Linked DNA regions of Mus musculus: all the other regions are linked to region 1. A link is a contact called in public HiCAR-type and promoter capture Hi-C data. All regions are on one chromosome and are shown on one strand. Each heading gives the region's core, a stretch centred on a gene start, on an enhancer-like site or on the middle of the called end of the contact. The rest is flanking DNA. Distances are from core to core; before and after follow the strand shown.

Evidence for each region. Promoter capture Hi-C pulls out the DNA fragments that hold promoters and counts their contacts. HiCAR-type assays count read pairs that join an accessible place to other places. Capture Hi-C pulls out chosen DNA fragments and counts their contacts.
Region 2: a contact with region 1 is called in a HiCAR-type map of astrocytes, with 4 times the contacts expected there. The contact joins the promoter of Eef1aknmt here to the promoter of BC055324 in region 1. A contact is called at or near these places in 2 of 39 promoter capture datasets (hippocampal neurons and pre-B cells), 1 of 484 Hi-C or Micro-C datasets (B cells), 3 of 115 datasets of contacts at active chromatin or transcription factors (the 230-238 cell line, astrocytes and pancreatic cancer cells) and 2 of 9 other capture datasets (adipose tissue and liver).
Region 3: a contact with region 1 is called in a promoter capture Hi-C map of adipose tissue. The contact joins the promoter of Tiprl here to the promoter of BC055324 in region 1. A contact is called at or near these places in 2 of 39 promoter capture datasets (the C10 cell line and pre-B cells), 2 of 115 datasets of contacts at active chromatin or transcription factors (astrocytes and large pre-B cells) and 2 of 9 other capture datasets (adipose tissue and liver).
Region 4: a promoter capture Hi-C map of pre-B cells shows a contact between it and region 1, with 8 times the contacts expected there. The contact joins the enhancer-like site here to the promoter of BC055324 in region 1. A contact is called at or near these places in 3 of 39 promoter capture datasets (3T3-L1-derived adipocytes, hippocampal neurons and pre-B cells), 2 of 484 Hi-C or Micro-C datasets (pre-B cells and pro-B cells), 3 of 115 datasets of contacts at active chromatin or transcription factors (embryonic forebrain, large pre-B cells and pro-B cells) and 2 of 9 other capture datasets (embryonic stem cells and liver).

What each region holds. Positions count from the first base shown.
Region 1 is chr1:163,993,457-163,996,221 of GRCm38.p6, reverse strand. BC055324 (cDNA sequence BC055324) reads left to right here and starts at 1,426. Exons shown (of 24, transcript NM_201364.2): 1 at 1,426-1,612. The coding sequence starts at 1,502. It overlaps Mettl18 (methyltransferase like 18), which reads right to left and starts at 1,333. Exons shown (of 2, transcript NM_027279.3): 1 at 1,151-1,333; 2 at 1-308. The coding sequence starts at 110.
Region 2 is chr1:162,546,941-162,549,705 of GRCm38.p6, reverse strand. Eef1aknmt (EEF1A lysine and N-terminal methyltransferase) reads left to right here and starts at 1,361. Exons shown (of 8, transcript NM_144877.1): 1 at 1,361-1,602. The coding sequence starts at 1,450.
Region 3 is chr1:165,235,532-165,238,296 of GRCm38.p6, reverse strand. Tiprl (TIP41, TOR signalling pathway regulator-like (S. cerevisiae)) reads left to right here and starts at 1,339. Exons shown (of 7, transcript NM_145513.4): 1 at 1,339-1,567. The coding sequence starts at 1,464.
Region 4 is chr1:165,131,091-165,133,855 of GRCm38.p6, reverse strand. No RefSeq gene overlaps it. Among named protein-coding and RNA genes, the nearest start is that of Tbx19, 28 kb to the left of the region's middle. Within about 2 kb of position 1,440, at least 62 of the 459 cell types and tissues checked have an H3K27ac peak or open chromatin away from gene starts, as enhancers often do. A contact at or near this core is called in embryonic stem cells, pre-B cells and pro-B cells, where this site is marked.

The sequences.
Region 1 (2,765 bases), core at 177-2,676:
CTTTTGTCCTGCTTTCCTTTCTGACTTTCTAAGACACAAGTTCCATCATCGAGGGATGTTAATTTATTTTCCAGATCTTCTTCTATGCTGAAATTGAATTGAAAGGCCATCCTCTTTTTCTATGCACACCGTTTTTTTACCAAAGGATGATGCTTCAGCTTCTAGAAAGAATTTAATGGCATAACCGATCACACAGTCGATTAGTTCTGTTGCGCCCAATGTCTGTTAGCTGCGTATACACCATCAGATGTATTCAGAGGGGGCTCCAAAGACGTTTTAGACGCCTTTGATCCTTTTTCAGTTCAGCCCTGGAAAGGGAAGGGGGAAAAGAAAATGTTTAAAAACAAAAACAAAAAAAGGCTGTGTGTATGCGATTTAGCAAAATGCACAGATGCCTTAAGTATTCAAAAGTAGAAGATAAAACATAAAGACAAACAAAAGAATAGCTATAGCAGCTACCACCTTCACCAGAACAATAAACCCCAAGATTTGTAGACAGGACAGCCTAGCTACCTGCTGCCTGGTCTTTTTTTTTTTTTTTTTTTTTTTGGTTTTTCGAGACAGGGTTTCTCTATAGCCCTGGCTGTTCTGGAACTCACTTTGTAGACCAGGCTGGCCTCGAACTCAGAAATCCACCTGCCTCTGTCTCCCGAGTGCTGGGATTAAAGGCGTGCGCCACCATGCCCAGCTTCCTGCCTGGTCTTTTAGTTGCCTTGTGCTCAGGCATCTTCACCTTCATCTTCCTAAATTTCTGACGCATCTACAGTAATTATTTTCTCTTTGTTCACAGTGGCATCCAGGTTTGTTCCTTCATCTCTGCCTCGCAAAAACAGTTTAAGGTTTTATTTGGGTAAGTAGGGTATCCATTTTCAAACACACACAGGTGTGTGTGATCTGGTGTGTGCAAACTCATCCAAACGGTACATTTATGTGTACGTAGTTCTACACCTTATGTGACTGGAGGGATGAATAAAGACTAGGACTGTGGAAAGTATAATCGATTGTATAGAAACATTTCCGGCAATATGCCAGACCATAACACCCGTTTTAATTTGCACATTTCTGGACGGTGGGATCTCCGTTCACTTGGCAGGAGCCGTAGGAACGGAAGCACGCACGCCAGTAAAATCATTCCTATTCTCGAACGCACCTCACAGGGGAGTAGAGTCATTCCTGGCCTCAGCCCAGGTCACCCTTGAAACTACGCGTCGTCTCAAAGTCCCCCCGGACTGAGGATAGCAAACCTGAGGACTTCTGGTCTCAGCATTGGAAAGTCAGACGCCAGGGCGAACAAACTACCGGAGAAACTCGCCTTCAGCCTACGGCGAACACCAACGAGATGAGTCCTCCAATAGCTAGAGAGGGCCCCGACGCTTGGGGGCGAGAGTGCTCCTCTCTATGGTTTGGTGGGGGCGGAGCTCTCTCAAAGCCTGCTGGGACGGCGTTCCAAGCTGTGGCGGGAGTCGTGCGGATTCGTTCGTCTCTCGGGGGTGGCGAAAGAATGTCGCAGGACGATGCGGAGGTGGCGAGCGGGGTCGTGCTGGAGGAACTCAGCAGCTGGTCGGAGGAGATGTGCCGTCGGGAGCTGCCTTCGGTGCTGCCCCGGCTCCTCATATCCTTGGAGGGCGCTGAGCGGGGGGTGTGTCGCGAGCCTGCTCCGCCCTGACGCGGGCAGCCTGGGATTCGAACTCTGTTTTGTTTTGCGAGGTGATGGTTAAGGGAACGAGGACAACCGTGGGTTGAGGGGCTAGGCGCGCCTAGCATTGTCGGACGATTGCGACTGGAGCGTTTGAAAATGATGAGTGCTCTCATGCCTTAAGTTTAGTTCTCTGTTCCTAAGTTTGCCCGGTCGGTCGCACTTGCCTAAGTGTGGGAGATGCCCGCGCTGGTGCTCAGTATCTGGATGAAGCGTGAGAGCTGAAGGATGTAGTTGTAGTTCTTCCGTGGTACCACATCTTCAAAGGATGGTCTGTAAACAAAAATGCTTTTCCCCTTTCGAACCCGTTTCCCTTTTAAGTTACAAGGCGGTGCTTCAGGTATTGGCTTTAATCGAGTTGTAATTGTGTGGAGTTAGGTGCAAAGAATAATTATGTAATGCTTTTGTGTTTGTAATTGGAAGTCGACTCCCTTCATGTAAAAGGTGATTTTAATTTTATGATTTTGATCATACCTTCTATTTAAAATTACACACACAGAAACAGACACACACACACCCCTCCAAAAACTGAAAATACCATTACATTTAGTGAAAGTTCAAACCTTGCACGAATGATGTTTCATAGTATAACTTAAGTTCTCTCACACTGAAGTCATTCCTTAGACATTAGCAAAATCCAACGTGGTGCTGATGACCGTTTTTAAAGTACTCCGTGTGTGGATATGGAATTATTTTGCTTTTTAGATGGTAGTCCTGACTGGCCTGATACTAGCTATACAAAACAGACTGGTCTTGGGTTTGCAGTAATCCTGAGTTTGCAGTGCTGGAATTTTTGTGTGTCAACGAGAAGGGTTGTTTTTATGGAATTTCCTCCTGGAAACAACTGTTTTCCTACTCAAAAGATGTTTATTTATGTAATGTGTGTCTCAGACTGCTAGGCTTAGAGGGAATGAAGATATCTGTTATTTACCCTCCCCTCAGTATTACAGGTACCACACTACATTTAGAGTACCATTTCTACCTTACCTTGCTACCTACTGAAAACGCAAATCTCATTTCCAGGTTTTCTTCTGTAAGTAAACCTTGAACACTCTTTTTGCAACCAGCT
Region 2 (2,765 bases), core at 112-2,611, 1.4 Mb after region 1:
AGGAGGTGGGGAAGAGCTGAGACAAGTCGGGAAAGAAGAAACCACTACCAGATTATATCATATGAAACTTTTTAAAAATAAAAACAAGTCCAATAGACGATTCTGTAATGTTTGAAGATGACTTTAAAACTTATGTCTACTCTAACTGTTCCGTGTCTGTGCTAGCACTGTGTGTATAGGCTGTGAAAAAGAATCTCTGGAAAGGAGCTGTGTCCTCAAAGGCTCATTGATTTCAACGTCAATGATGTGAAGCCGTTGAAAGGTTGCATGCAGTTCCAGAGCCAAATTTTCCTAGAACATCTTCCGGTCCTTTAGTAGTTATTTAGTACTTGGCAACATCTTTTGTGACCCTTAGGTAAGACCTTTGGAAAGTATGAAGAGACCTCTAGGTTTTCTTGTGGTTGCAATCATCTTACAATATACTCACCAATGTATTTGTAAGTGTCCCGTTTTACTACTTTCTGTGTTGTTACTATAAAAGTTCATGCAATTGCTACCTCATGGGAACATGGTATTTGAGGAAGCTAAATCTGTGTTCCTGGGCTATGGCCAGTCATATCTGGGCTCCATCTCTTATTCCTTTAACGCGAGAGCTGTTTCTTTCATCGTCTCTTCAAAACAGCTCTTCACTAGGAACTTCCTTGGGATATTTTCATAAAACGATCATTTAAAAGGATGGTATTGTTCATCAGACACATAAACTATGTCTTTACAACTGTCATCAGAATGACAATTTAAGGACTCCAATGATAAAATGAGCATCTTCATAATGAATGGTTACTGTGTTTTGAGAGGCAGGGAAGGGAGGCACTTCGGTTAAGTCTCCTGATATTCACCGTTGTTACTGTATTAATAGCAGGGCTCTGTATTTTGGAGTAGAAAAAGCAGTCATTTTCCTCTGAATTGACCAAGAACGGTGGCAAAGTGATTCCGGGAAGAGGAGATGAGCTCACATTTTCCTGAGGAAGGGGTTTCTAGCTGAGACTCCTGCTCCTGCGCAGGTCAGCTCCCGTTGCCCCTCGCGCTCTCAGCTGGGGATAGAGCGCAGCTCACAGAGGCTGCGCGCGCAGCCCCGCCCGGTTCCACGAAGCAAGCCTCTTCTGCCCGGAGTCCCGCAGGAAGTCCCGCCCGCTCCGCCTGCCCAATCACGAGACCTCTTACCCGGATATGGTTTCTAGGTTCTGAGTGTAGCTGCGGGAGTGTGTGGCTGCTGCACGTGGGGCGCGGACCGAGGGTGAAGAAAAACAAGGGGGGCGGCAGCGGCGCGTGGCCAGCTCAGTGGTTCGTCCGCGCGTCTGCTGCACAGGGCCCGGTTCGGTTGGGTTTTGCGTGCAGAACAAATCTATGGTGCCTGTAGTGGCTAAGATTCCCGCCGCTGCTGCCTCCCGGTGCTTCCCGGGGTGATCTGTCACCAGGAGCAGTGTCGAAGACGCCGCTCACGGTGGGAACATGAATCTCCTACCTAAAAGCTCCAAGGAGTTTGGCTCTGCCGACTACTGGGAGAAGTTCTTCCAGCAGCGAGGGAAGACAGCTTTCGAGTGGTATGGGACCTATCTGGAGCTGTGCGAGGTGCTGCACAAATACATAAAGCCCAAGGAAAAGGTATGGCGTGCAGCCAGTCCCTTGTGGGGACTGAAGATAGCAATCCTAAGTTTAGGAGGCAGGAGGCAGGCAGGCGTGGGGACCCCACTCAGATCTATCATTTTAGGATTCTGCCCAGCATCTTGGCTAAGTGGCAACCTTAAAGATAGCCATTTAAAAGTAAAGATTTTCAGTTAAAACTTCATCCTTAACCCGTTTTGGAATAGTGGCTTCGTCAGTAGACTGAAAGGGTGTTGTGTCACTGTGCACACGTGTGGAATAGGTAGCGTCGTGGGACTTTATTGGTGTATATGTTTATTAAGTCACTGCCGAGTGCTCATCAAATTTCAGGCTTTGTGCCCAGCCCTCAAGCTACAGGAGCAGGAAGCCACAAACACAAGTTAAATTCCAAGTTAAATAGGTGTGGACGAGTTGGAGCTTCGGTAGGGAAGGAGACTTAAGGTCTGCTATGCTCGGGCCTTTTATCTCAACAAATTCAGGCGGGTAGTTGTGCACTTATTTTTTTCAAGTGACTGTTGGAGGCCATGCATGTAGTAGGTGGTCAAATAGAGATTTAAAAGCAGGTCTGTCTGGCTCCAGGGCATATCACTTCTCATGGAACTATGCTTTGCCCTCTAGAGACGGTGACAACAGAATTTTTGAAAGATGAATGGAGGAATGTGCCACAAAGAGAAACAACAATTCGTATTTTTAAGTTTGGCTTCAAGTAGTAAATAGCATGAGATAGACTCTGGGATGGGAGCAGGCTCCAAATCCTCACAAACTAGTTTGTTGTCTGAGGAAATAGGAAGTATGAGCAGTTAGAAACAGTTCTGTCACTCAGCCTATATTTTTAACGGTTTAAAAAAACAAAAACAAAAATGAGGATGCAACTGGTGTTTTGGATTTTGTAACTTCCTACAAACTTCAAGACAAAGATTTCCTTATTTTATTATGTAGATGTGTGTTTGCCTGCCTGAGTTTCTGTGCATCATGTGAGTACAGGAAGTTTGTGGAGGCCAGAAGAGGCTACCAAATTCTCTGGAAATGGAGTTATAGGCTGTGCTAAGAACTGAACTTGGGTCCTTTGCAAGAGCAATAGTTCTAACCTACTGAACCGTCCCTCAGGCTGCACACAAGTTTTGAATAGCGCACATCACACAGCCTGTTCTCACATGACCTTT
Region 3 (2,765 bases), core at 90-2,589, 1.2 Mb before region 1:
CATATAGTAAGAATGTTGGAGGCTTGGTGAAAAACACACACACACACACACACACACACACACACACACGGCACTTGGGAAGAAGCAGAACAATCAGGAATTCAAGGTCCTCCTTAGCTACAATAGTGAATTGAAGGCTAGCCTAGGCTGGCTGTATGGAACTCTTTCAGAAAGAAAAGAGGATGGATTTCGTTGCATGTAATTTGCTCATTTACCTCCTTATTAGGTCTTCTAGCAGATCTAGATGATGTGAGGTTTACAATGTAACGTCAGTGAAAGGACCCCAGCCTCCTTGGGAAGTGCGTCAGGGGCCAACCTCTGGAGGTCAGTGATGGTAGACAATCCTCCACTATTCGGGATGAACATCTTTATCCTCTGCGGAAGCTGAGACGCCCTACTTTCCGTAGGCAATGGAAATAGAGTAACTATGTAGGAACCAAGGATAGGATGCCAACGGAATGAATTAATCCAGACACCTTGGGCAGGGGAAATTGATGATGGGTTCCTGGGACAGACACACAAACAGAAAATACCTGAGGAGGAAAAGGTTTACTTGGCTTAACACCTTCTGGTAGACAAGGTAGGAATTGAAGCAGAAATCATGCAACAACGCTGCTTAGCGGTTCCAGCGTCGATGAAACAAACACTGAGTGAATAAGAGAGGGGGTGTTGGAATTGAGATGGTGAACAGTTTTGAGATGCTCAAACATTAAACCATCTCATTTTGAGGCAGCTGGGGCCGAAAAGAATCAGTTGTGTTTTACCCAAAGATACACACAGTTGCACTGCAAGCATGGACGGAGCACCGGGCTTTCAGCGTCGTTTCCACTACACCTGTGTGCGGGTAGAAAAGTCTTAAAATATCATAAGGATAATTTGACGTTTCTTTCGTGGTACAAAGAATCAAACACAGGGCGTCGGCGGTTTGCACGGTAAGAAAGTGGGGCTCTTCCACTGGGATTCAAGGTGGAGGAGCTACTATTTGTCATTGGCTCCAAAGTCGCTGTTGGTGCTGGGCTTCCTGAGCGATAGGGACATTGGGCATGTCCTCTTCACCACGACTCATAAGCACAAGAGGTGATGACACTGCTTGGAGCGGTCTGTAAGGAGGAGGTAAGGCAGTGAAGCACGGGGCTCTGGATCCAGAAAGACAAATTCCCACATTCACTCTGGGGTGACGTCACCCGGAGACTTCAGGGCGGCGCGCCAGAGCGACACCCCCGCGCTCAAGTCCCGCCCCTCAGCGTCTCCACGTAAGACGTGTGTCACCCTGAGCTAGTGGTCCCGGAAGTAAAACCAGGAGGGGCGGAAGAGACGGCGGAAGGGCGGGCCTACGGCGCGGCGGCAGGGGGCGGGGCCGAGATGGTAACGGACGCGCCCAGGAGCCGCGCTGCAGAGAGGGCCATCGTGCGACCGCTGCCGCAGGCGCTTGCTCCGAGTAACCCTGCGGCTCCGCTTCTGCCATGATGATCCACGGCTTTCAGAGCAGCCACCAGGACTTCTCCTTCGGGCCTTGGAAGCTGACGGCGTCCAAGACCCACATCATGAAGTCTGCGGATGTGGAAAAGTGAGGCTGTGGGGCGGGGCCGGGCCGAGCCGAGCCGAGCCGAGCCGAGCCGGGCCAGGTCCGGTTGGTGTCCGGGCTGGGGGTCTGACGGTCTCGGTGCAGCCTCACGCGGTACTTGGGGCCGCAGGCTCGGTCCCTCTGACCGACCGTTGATTGACAACTTCAGTAAATGGTCCTGTTCCCTGCTCGCGGCGACCTCTGCTTGCTGGAACTGTAGCTTCTCAGGGTTGAACTGAGCGCGGCTGTTTTGGTGGACTTCACCTAAACCTCGCCGCTCCTTTTTTTCCTACCTAAGCCTGCGCAACCTTTCTGGGCGCGATGACCTGTTCCCTTGCGGGCAATGACGGAAATGGTATTTATGTTTAGTTTTGAGCTTCTTTGGTTCTGTGGTGTGCTCTTGAGGTTCTGAACATGAACCATTGAGTACCACAGACTTCAGAGGACGTGAGACCGTGTGACGTTACTGTGTGACTGTTTAGGATGAAGATTTCAGGTTTTTTTTTTTTTTTCTTTCCTTCTTTTAGCAAATCAGGTGCTGTGATAAGCACTTGAGATAGGACAGATGAAAGAGAAAGGCCCAAGGAATTCATAGTTTCACGAGAGACCGTTATATTATTGTGTGGTTGGTTAGGATGAAGATGTATACAGGTGTGTGTGCGCGTTAGTGTGTTCGCGCGAGGGTCAGTGCACCTGGGCAGAATCTTGATCAAGTCTGGAGACTGGATGGCCGGGTAAAGCCAGCACTCAGACTGAGATCTGAGGTGTTTGGGGATGCCTATAACTGTATCCTGACAAAGTTTGGGGGGGGGGCGCCCTGGCAGAGTGTTGCCTCCCTCGTCATTGGAGAGTTCTCTGTCTTGCTAAGAAGTTTGAATTTTATATAGTAGTCATCAGGTGTAGTTTTACTCAATATCTACATGCATCGTGGTTGTGTCTGGAAGGTTTCTTGGAGGTGTTGTAGAAGATGGAGGGCTGGAATGCTGGAGAGGAGGCCAGTAAGCAGGAAAGAGATGACAGAAGCTGAGATTCAGTGCTTAAGTTTGGTAGGCAGTTGATGGAAAGAAAGAAAAAGGGAGGCTCTTCAGGACCTTTTGTTGTTGTTGTTGTTGTTTAAAATTTACATATGTAAAAGAATCCTTTTTGAAACATAAGTTGTTTCAAATGTTATTAATTCAGAATATGTTTCTAATAGAATTGT
Region 4 (2,765 bases), core at 191-2,690, 1.1 Mb before region 1:
ATTGATGCAGGGCACTGCAGCATGCCTGTTCCTTTCTGTGCAGACGATATTCGGTCCTATAAACTTGCACTGTGTTCATACTATCGTTTACTTGGTTAGTGAGCATCTGGTCTGATGCCGCTTTTTGAATATTGGTGTGTAAGTTCTTTTGTGGCCTAGAAGCTGCCAGCTCACTCTCCATTGTACAGATGAGGAGGGAGATTCAGAAAGCTGGGCTTCCTGAAGCCATACAGCTACTAGGAAGCTAGACTCAGGTCTCTGATGACAGTTACACATCCCTGCACACAACTCGGTGTCATTGCTGTATTGGGAGGGGACCCAAGCAGGGGCGGTCACATGACTCTGGAGGTACTTCCCTTAGCTTCTCACCATGTCAACTCGGGTCTCTAGGGATACTCTAATAAAGCAAAGGGCCGGCTCCTGGGAATACACTTGTTAGAGGAAGCAGAGAGATGGCCGTCTGAGCAGAGCCTCAGGGGTTGCAGATATAAGGGACCTGGTGGCAGATGGCTGGTTCCAGGAAGGACTTACATGGCAGGAAAAAACTGTCTCCTAGAATCCCTTTGGGGCAGGTTCTGGTAAAAAACTGAATTTCCTGGAACCGTAGACTATGGGATTTGAATTCTTTATAATTTAGATTATTAATGGAAATGTGATCTCAGAGCCTGCTTAGTGAAGCTTGCAAATATTAATTATAAGTAGAAAAGAGGTGATTGATCTTGGGATAGATTATAAAAATGTACTCTTGTCACTTAGCAAAAACTGTATTGCCGGCAAAACATTCAGAGCGCTTTAAGAACTTTAAAGGGTTTAAGTGGGAGAAAAGCTTTGCATTTGTCCTGATGAGACTTTGGATGGGGAGGCCAGTGCCACGTGAGGTCACTGTTTGGTGAGCCAGCCTCCAGGGTGGTGGTGAACAAGATAATACTTGTCTTTCTAGAGGTGGTGGAGCACACCTTTAGTCCCAGCACACAGGAGGCAGAGGCAGGAGGATTTCTGTGAGTTCGAGGCCAGCCTGGTTTACAGAGCGAGTTCTAGGAGTCAGGGCTACACAGAGAAACCCTGTCTGGAAAACCAAAAGAAAACAAACCAGAAAAGTAGAGGAGAGGAAAAGGAGTAGAAAGCTACCAGAAGCCATGTTCTTACTGCTGCAGTTCCAGAAGCCGTCTGTAGGTGGGGCTATTGCTCAACACACTTGTTTTTGGAAGGAGACAGACTCAGCCACTGCAGCTGTTGTATTGCAGTCAACCCTGTATGTTTATCTCAGTTTTATTGGAAGCACCCCCAAACCCTTGTTTGCACCCTGAGCCCTAGGAACATTTACCTGTGTCCTTAAGAATGTCTTTTTGTCAAGCTGTAAAACCCCAGGCTTACAGCATGACCCACAAAGGATGAGATGTCGCATAACGGATCAAAATTTAGATTTGCTGAGTCATGCAAGTTACAGCACTGGAGCTTATCCAGTAAGGCCTGGCCTTCCAAAAGGGTGCTGGGCTTTATGCTGAACGTTGACACACACGGGCGCGCATACACACACACACACACACACACACACACACACACACACTATACACGAGTGCACCCATGCACATGCGTGCGTGATTAAGAGGCCCCTCAGCTGTGACATAAACCCACTGCGGATATAGCATTTACCTGGTACGCTCTGCAACACCCTTATGGGATTTTGAAGGCAGGAGAACTAATGAGAATATGGGCTATGAGCTGCCTAGGCTGACAAGGAAGTCCTTTGCTTCTGGCCCAGAAAGTAGGCAAGCTTGTGTGTGTGTGTGTGTGTGTGTGTGTGTGTGTGTGTGTTTCTGTGTGTTTGTGTATGTCCAACATCAATGAAGCTATGAAAGGAGAACTCATTATTTTGGAAGGATGACAAAAATCTTTGGTCATTTCCAGTTCTCTCCTCCTCTCTTCCTCCTCTTTAATTTTTTAAAAAATCAATTCAATGGTGCATATATGTGAAGTTGTCATGTGTGGGTTGTAGATGTAGGGAGATGCCCATGGATGCCAGAAGAGGGCATCATATTCTCTGGAGCTGGAGTTACAGGTGGTTGTGAGATACTGGATACAGATGCTGGCAGCCAAACTCTGGTCCTCTATGTGAGGACCTTCTAAGTACTAAGCCATGTCTCCAGCTCCTTCAACGGATACTTTAAAATAGCATACATGTTTATAGACCTCAATATAACTATCATTTTGTAAAAAAATAAAAAATAAAAAATGAGTGTCAATTTTCAAAATAAGAATGGCTTAAGTCAGCCTAGGTCCAAATACATTGAGCATAAAACATTGTTCCTTGCTAAGGACTCTAGCTGCCCTCACCTAATAAGCTAATATTTAATCATAGTAAAAAAAAAATCTCAGCAGCCCAACTTGTCCCATGTCCTGTGCAGTGTTTTAACACTCTTAAACAGATTTAAACTAAACAGGTCATAAAGAGCCAAAATACACCCACATACATATAAGTGGCAGATGACGTGAAAGGTTGTCCCCTCCTGAGCTCACCACATTCATGTGACTGATCACCGTGGATGGCACCTGACCTTGCAAGGTTGCTCTTACTACTTGGAGTCTCCTTTGCTAATTGTTAGGAGTGGGACAGGGTGTTTGTTCCTCACAATTTTAATTATTTTAGAATTCTTCTTTAGGAAGCTTTCCGTTCTGTGGATAAACCTTAGCATATTTATCTTTACCCATCTGGAAAGAGTTGAGCTCCACTTGTTTTCTGTTACAAATGGCTGCTGGAAGCGAAT